Regions from separate parts of the Mus musculus genome. Here region 2 is linked to region 1. A link is a contact called in public HiChIP or PLAC-seq data. All regions are on one chromosome and are shown on one strand. The core of a region is the stretch at or near the end of the contact, and the rest is flanking DNA. Distances in the headings are between cores, read along the strand shown.

Region 1 (3,752 bases), core at 628-3,127:
CACTGCCTGGCTTCCTTCTTTCTTTTAAACCAAGCATTTCTTCCCTCAGTGACCTATCTTAATATTATCATGAAGAGACTGAAAGTAGACTGGGTGCTGGAGAGATGGCTCAGTGGTTAAGAGCACAGACTGCTCTTCCAGAGGGTCCTGAGTTCAATTCCCAGCAACCACATGGTGGCTCACAACCATCCGTAATGAGATCTGACCTCCTCTTCTGGTGTGTCTGAAGATAGCTACAGTGTACTTACATATAATAATAAATAAAATCTTAAAAAGATTTATAAAAAGTAGAAGAAGAAGGAGGAGGAGGAGGAGGAGGAGGAGGAGGAGGAGGAGGAGGAGGGAGAAGAAAAGGGAGGAAAGGAGGAAGGAAGAAGAAGAAGAAGAAGAAGAAGAAGAAGAAGAAGAAGAAGAAGAAAGAGAAAGAAAGAAAGAAAGAAAGAAAAAAGAAAGAAAGAAAGAAAGAAAGAAAGAAAGAAAGAAAGAAAGAAAGAAAGAAAGAAAGTAGGTAGGCTGGAAGACCGAACAACATGGCTTAGTGGGGAAAGGCACACACCACCAAACCTGTTGACCTGAGTTCAATTCCCAGGATCCACCTATATAGACATACTAAATGGATTAATTTTTTTACAAAAAATTAACTTAAAAAAATACATGGAAGAAAAGGAAGAAACTGAGAGTTAGGGACCAGAGCCACTGCTGCCAATTGAAATGCATTTTAGACTTTATGAGGACTATGGAGTGGGTTCCATAGACAACCTACACATCTGCTTACTCTGTCCAGTTAGATGGTACTTATTGGTGGCATATCATCACTACCACCACCACCACCATCATCACCACCACCACTGTTGTACTGCTGAAAGTGACACACAGTTCTCACACATGCCAGGCAACTGCTCTACCACTGAGCTACACAATAACAATGGCTTAAAGCCTGCCTCTACCATTAAGAGTCTGTTGATCTTCAAGCAAGATACTTAGTTTCTCTGAGCTTAATCCCTTTCTCAGATTCTGAGGATGAAATATCTCTTTGTAAGGCTGATAGAAGAAGGGTTAAACAGTATCCAAACTGACCCTGGCCGGTTGTAGGAACTCATTTGATGCTAAGAGAGAAAGGGGGGCAGACATGGATTTTTTTTCTCTTTTCTCTTTCTTCTTCATTGTTGTTTAGTTTTTATTGTTGTTTTGTTTTGTTTTGTTTTGTTTTGTTTTGTTTTGTTTTGTTGAGGCAGGGTTTCTCTGTGTGGCTCTGGCTGTTCAAGAACTTGTTCGGTAAACCTGTCTGGCCTCTAACTCAAGAGATCTGCCTACCCCTGCCTCCAGAATACCGGGATTAAAGGCGTGGGCCACCACGGCCTGGCAAGCATGGATTTCTTACTGTTGGCTCTTGAGAGTTTCATATTGCTATTCGAAAACTTCTTGGTAAGATTAAGGAAAAAACAATGCGCACACATGTTTGGTATGGAGGCGTTAGGTTAAGTTCGTGATTAGGAAGGGGAATGTGGTCACTGGGGTGACACAGGCGTCTGGTCTTGGTTTTTTGTTTTTGTTTTGTTTTTTTCTCTCCAGGAGTAGCAAGCACTTTGGGAGCTGGGCAAAGCCTCTCTCTGCTTCCCAGAGACAAACTCTTACCCGTTTGCCACACCCTTGTTCATTCGGTTCTCCCTTTAAGGAATGCTCTTTATCTTTGCTGTTCATTCCAACCAGCTGCCCTTGAAAGTCAGCCAGAGTCACCTCTCCATTCCTTTCTCTGTTCCCAGAACCAGCCCCCGCCCCGCCCCGCCCTGCCTCGCCCCCTCGCCTCCTTGTGCCGCCTCCCCCCTCCTCTTGACACCTCCATTCCATTGTGTAAATCTATCTCAGTTCCTCCTACAATAGGTTCCTGTGTGGCCTGCCCACACCGGATGTGAGGGCCGTAAACTGAATGGCTGCGACCACACTTCTACACTTTGTTCTAACCTCCTCAGCCCGACCGGTACCAAAAGCTTGTGGAATGAGGAACATGATTAGGGTGGAGGAGATCCATCACTCCTCTGGGCAGGCTTGCTTTGCAGCCCAAACAATTCAACTAATCTCAGGTGGAAACCAGGCAACAGCAGAGAAACAGCCTCCTGGCCTTTCCTTCTTAGTACTCCCTAGAGTCTAGGGCCCACACGGTACGGTACAATCATATAAACACCTTACACTGCTTTTACACTGTATTAGGTATTTAAAATCGTCTGGAACTGGTTTAAAGTCTGCAAAGGATGTTTAGGCTCTGGGTGGGTTACTATGCCAAGGTATAGAAGGGATCTGAGAATCTGCTGACTCTGGTAACTACAAGAGGGATGCAGAGCTCCACGGGCACCCAGAGACAATTGAACTGTTACTTTCATCTTAGAAATATTGTCTACAGACGTATTTTTTTCCCTTTTTTTTGTTTTGTTTTGTTTTGTTTTTTCTTTTCTTTTTTTTTTTTTTTTCAAGACAGGGTTTCTCTGTATAGTCCTGGCTGTCCTGGAACTCACTTTGTAGACCAGGCTGGCCTCGAACTCAGAAATCCACCTGCCTCTGCCTCCCAAGTGTGCGCCACCACTGCCCAGCTTTTTCCCTTTTCTTGCAGAAAGTTTATCTAATGGATTTTTCAGTTCTGGCCCAAGTGGGTTTTTTGTTTGTTTGTTTGTTTTTTGTTTTGTTTTGTTTTGTTTTGTTTTTTAAATAGGAATGAGTCCTATCTTCCCATGCCCTCGCCCCCCACGGGCTTCTTCTAAGGGTGTGCCCTTTGCTACCTGTGTGATACCATTCAGAAAACACTCCTGGGAGTGTGGGTGACCCATGGGACTTCTCAGTCATCATCAGACCGCTCAGGGCAAACGACCCTCTTCATGGATCTGAAGAGTGAAGTTATGTGCTTTTCGTTCCTGTCTAGGAAAGTGGGGAGGATGGGGAAAAAAAAAAAAAAAGCATTGCTGGAATTTGCCTGAGTGATTTTGGCCCTGTGAGGGAGGCTTCGATTTAAAATATCCAGAAAATGTAGTCCAAGTGGGTAGTTTGGCTCCAACTTGAAATCCTGAGTAACTGCTGTTCCCAGAGAAACCACTCTGCCAGCTCTACACTTAGTCCTTCTTTGCTTTGGAAAAAAAGGGCAATTATTATTATTATAATTATTACTATTATTATTAGAATTATTAACTATTCTGTACTGAGAACTGAGCCCAAATGAGCTTGTCCCCTCCACCCCTCCCCATCTCCCCACCCCCACCCCCCACCCAACTCCTCACTCTTTACTGCTCCTCCCTGCAGGGCAGTGGTTTAGGGCTCCCTTAGATACAAGGATTTTCTGCCTCTGTGACTTCTGTGTTGCCAGAGAATCACCATGAACTCGAGGCTAGCCTGGTCTGCCTAGTGAGTTTCAAGCCAGCCAGGGCTACTTAGGGTGGCCCTTCCTGAAAACAGAATAAAGCCCCCTCCAAAGGAAACCTAGTCAGGTATAATGGTTCCCACTTGTAATCCGACCCTCTGACAGACACTTCCCATCCCAGTCCCCGTGTTGGATCTCATCTTCTGAGAGTTGTGTGTGAATGGAAGCATACAGCTGGGGCGCCTTTGAGTGGGAGCCCTGTCACCCAGGCGTGGTTTTATGTTCATCCATGTTGGAGCTTGAATCTGTTCCTTCTTCCTCCTCTGCTTCACAGCAGGGGAGCAGCAGGGGAGCTGCAGGGGAGCTGGCTGCAGGGCTGCAGGGATTTGTGTGTCCCTTGGTTTGCTGA
Region 2 (3,263 bases), core at 366-2,865, 280 kb after region 1:
TCCTTTGGTCAAGCAGAAGACTTGAGAGTTCTAGGTTCAATCTGATCTCTTCATGGGTCCATTATCTTCAATACATAGGGCACAAAAGTCCTTTCTGCCTTGAAAGGCTTTCTTGCATGTACTGTGGACAGTGCAGCTTGTATATGAGGTATTATTACTTCCTTCCCATACTCCCATGTTCATACTCCCATGGAGACGGCAGACTTCTTGACCTTTCTTCCTGATTCTGGGCGGAACCAGCAGGGAGGTTCTCAACTCTGTAACTGGTCTTTCCTTGTAGAAATGCCCTACACCTGCCTTGGGATTCTGCGGTCTCCCCACTTGACCCCACTTCTTCCTATACATGCACAGGGGTGCGTTTTCATCACAGACAATAGGCAAGGCAGAGATTTGTGGTAAAAGGACATCCAACAACAGTCAAAGAGACTGAATGGAAAGGCCAGAGGAAGGGAAGGAGCAAGGTGCAGGAGAGAGTCTTGGCTGGCTCCTTTCGTTTGTTTTGAGTTCTATTTTAAGCATCTTATAGATGATAAGGTGTTCTACAGATCTACTAGTTCTCAAGGTCCTACAAGGAGGATGAGAGAGGAGGGCGTATGGACAACTTAGGAAGAAGGCTTTTCTGTAATGTCACTTGACAAAATGGCCCCATGTGTGCTCAGTTGGCCTTTACTTACGAGGATCATTGAATCAGCACATTCCCACATCCCCAAACTGAATGAGATGTCTTTGGTGTGGAGGACTGGAGTCTACACCAGAGGAAGCCACAACTCCTGGAGTAGGAAGCTCCTGTAAGAAAAGGGTGGGGATTGGAGACTCCTTAGTGGGCACTCACTGCAGACTCACATTGAGAGAGCCACATGCCAGGGAAGTGTAAATGTAAAGTCACTCCAGGCCTTAGAGCAACTTAAACTGGAAGAATCTGGATGCCAGGTTTTTTTTTCTTTTCTTTTCTCTTTTCTCTTTTTTCTTTCTTTTCTTCTCTTTCTTCTTTCTTTCTTTCTTTCTTCCCCTTTCCCCCTCCCCTTCATCCTCTCCTCCCCTCCTCCTCCCCTCCCTTTCTCGTCCTCTTCTCCTCCCCTTCTCCTTCCCTCTCTCCTTGCCTCCCCCTTGCCTCCTCCCCATCTCCCTTCCCTCCCCTCCCTCTTCCTCCATCCTCCTCCTTCCCCCCTCTTCCTCCATATTTTGTTATAGGTCATCAACAGGCTAGGTCACTGATAAAGAAACAGAGTCTATTTAGCTCTGGAGGCTGGAGTCTCCTTTGACCTTGTCCTGACATCTGGCCAGCTGTAGCTGCCTGTGGCCACACTAACTGGGTTTCTGAGTGGGAGGCCAGAGCTGTATGGAAGGAAACAGAGAGAGAAATAATGGAGGCCAAGACATGTTTCTGTTCAAGGCCCCCAAGTTTACTAAGAGTCTGTGCTTATAAAGGGAGGAGGCCCAATCCCCGCCAATTCATTCTTGGTGCCTGTTGCCAGCCTATAGGTGGATCTGCTGGATGCTGTCTGCTGGATGCTGTCTCTGGAATATCTCCCCGGCCTCTCAGCAGTAAGCAGTGTCTTGGAGAAGAGCAGGGGCAGGTGACAAAACAATAGAGCCATCTAAGTTGGAAAGTTCCACCCCAGGTGGTCTCATTCTCAGTGGCAGCAAGGTCAAAGCCAGCCTACTCAAGGCTAGGGGAGGCTACACCCAGCCTCTGAATGCCTCGACTCAGAAGCAGTCTTACAGCACCTCCCCGCACCAAAAAAAAAAAAAAAACACCCCAGCTCTCACAGCTACTGAACTGTGGGTATGGTTTCTAAGATGCAAAGATTGAAGAGTGCATTCACGCCATGACAGTTGACAAAAGACCACGGGAGAGTGGCTGAACAAACAGAGCTGATTCTAGAAGGTGGTAGTTGGGGGAGGGGGTAACATGCAAAAGAATGTAGCAGATACACAGCTCCTCTAATCAACTCGCTGTGGGGTCAGTTTTAGAACTGTTTTTTTGTTTTGTTTTGTTTTAAAGGCCCCCTCATTTCAGACTTCTGTTTTGGTAAAACTCTTCTCTGGCCTTGAAAAAGAAGATGGTGAGATTCCTGGTCGCTGTGAAAGAGAAGCAGGTATGCAGGGATGTGGCAGAATTCTGACTCTAACTTCTCTGTAGAAGCATGGGGATGCCTTGGAAGAAGTCTTTCACACCCTGAGCTGGTCACCTAATAGCATCCTATGAAGACCTGATCATAACCTTGAAGCTCCTTCTCATTCTGCCGATGTCCCTCTTTGGGACATCTGGAAGCGGCCAAGAAGAACAGAGGCTGGGGGTTGTCAGGAGATGCAATTCGTCAATGCCCATCCCTACTGGAACAAGGCAGCTTCTCTTGAATTTCAATTTCAAGTGCTTAGCTTTGGATTTGAGAGTCGAGGCACAACCTCACTACCAGCTCTTACCACTAGGTGGCGGTGTACTAGAGCCATGTTTGCTTGGAGAGTAAGGACACAATGCCCGCTTGGCTCATGGAGGTTACTGGGTTTTGTTCCTTTCTTACTGAATATAGAGGATGCGGAAGAATCCACACTCCTGCCAGAGCTCGTGGATGCTGAAGCTGACCGATGCTTAATAACTCGCTGCTTTAATGTCCAGACGGTGCCTGGTGTGAGTAAAGGGAGCCTGGAGGTTGGTATTGAAGGAAGATAAAATATTGTAACTTGTAAGTTGTTTAGGAGCCCACTGCCCTGGCCTGAGACTGAGAACAAAGCAGAACAGCCCCCAGGCATGCCAGGGCAGGATTGTTGTTAAGGCATTCCTAAGAACATCTTGACTGTAAAGATAAAAAGGTATGCAAGGACCAGCAGGGCTATATTATCTAAGTCAACACCATCTGGCCAGAACCTCCCCTCTGTCTATTGCCCCTTGGTGCCGGGTAAAGTCATACATCAACTGGTTGCTATGTGAACAAAGATAAGCCCCCAGCCCACAGGAACAAAGTCCTAATGCCCTGTGTTCTTTCTGTTAATGTTTGAATAAGCCAATAGTGTGTTGCTATGCTGGATTCCACACCCCTAAGCCCCTTACCCCATAAAAACCCCTGGCTTTCGAGCCTCGTGGCTGACATCCGTTATCTCCTGTGTGGGATACATGTTGGTCCGGAGCTCCGTAATTAAACGTCCTCATGTAATTATATCAAGATGGTAGTCAGTTCATGATTCTTGGGTGCACGCCGAATCGGGAGTTGAGTGGGGGTTTCCCCACTAGGTTCTATCAGTATTTGTGGCCTTCAGGATAG

What was found. HiChIP or PLAC-seq counts read pairs in DNA pulled down with a chosen protein or histone mark.
Region 2: a contact with region 1 is called in an H3K27ac HiChIP or PLAC-seq map of embryonic stem cells, with 5 read pairs. The contact joins two enhancer-like sites. A contact is called at or near these places in 2 of 39 promoter capture datasets (hippocampal neurons and liver), 3 of 484 Hi-C or Micro-C datasets (all in embryonic stem cells) and 5 of 115 datasets of contacts at active chromatin or transcription factors (all in embryonic stem cells).

The regions. Positions count from the first base shown.
Region 1 is chr13:40,867,309-40,871,060 of GRCm38.p6, forward strand. It overlaps a transcript of Gcnt2 not described here. Among named protein-coding and RNA genes, the nearest start is that of Mir5124a, 3.4 kb to the left of the region's middle. Within about 2 kb of position 1,878, at least 134 of the 459 cell types and tissues checked have an H3K27ac peak or open chromatin away from gene starts, as enhancers often do. A contact at or near this core is called in embryonic stem cells, where this site is marked.
Region 2 is chr13:41,144,021-41,147,283 of GRCm38.p6, forward strand. Sycp2l (synaptonemal complex protein 2-like) reads left to right here. Exons shown (of 29, transcript NM_001324525.1): 15 at 2,006-2,099; 16 at 2,535-2,653. Among named protein-coding and RNA genes, the nearest start is that of Sycp2l, 31 kb to the left of the region's middle. Within about 2 kb of position 1,616, at least 6 of the 459 cell types and tissues checked have an H3K27ac peak or open chromatin away from gene starts, as enhancers often do. A contact at or near this core is called in embryonic stem cells, where this site is marked.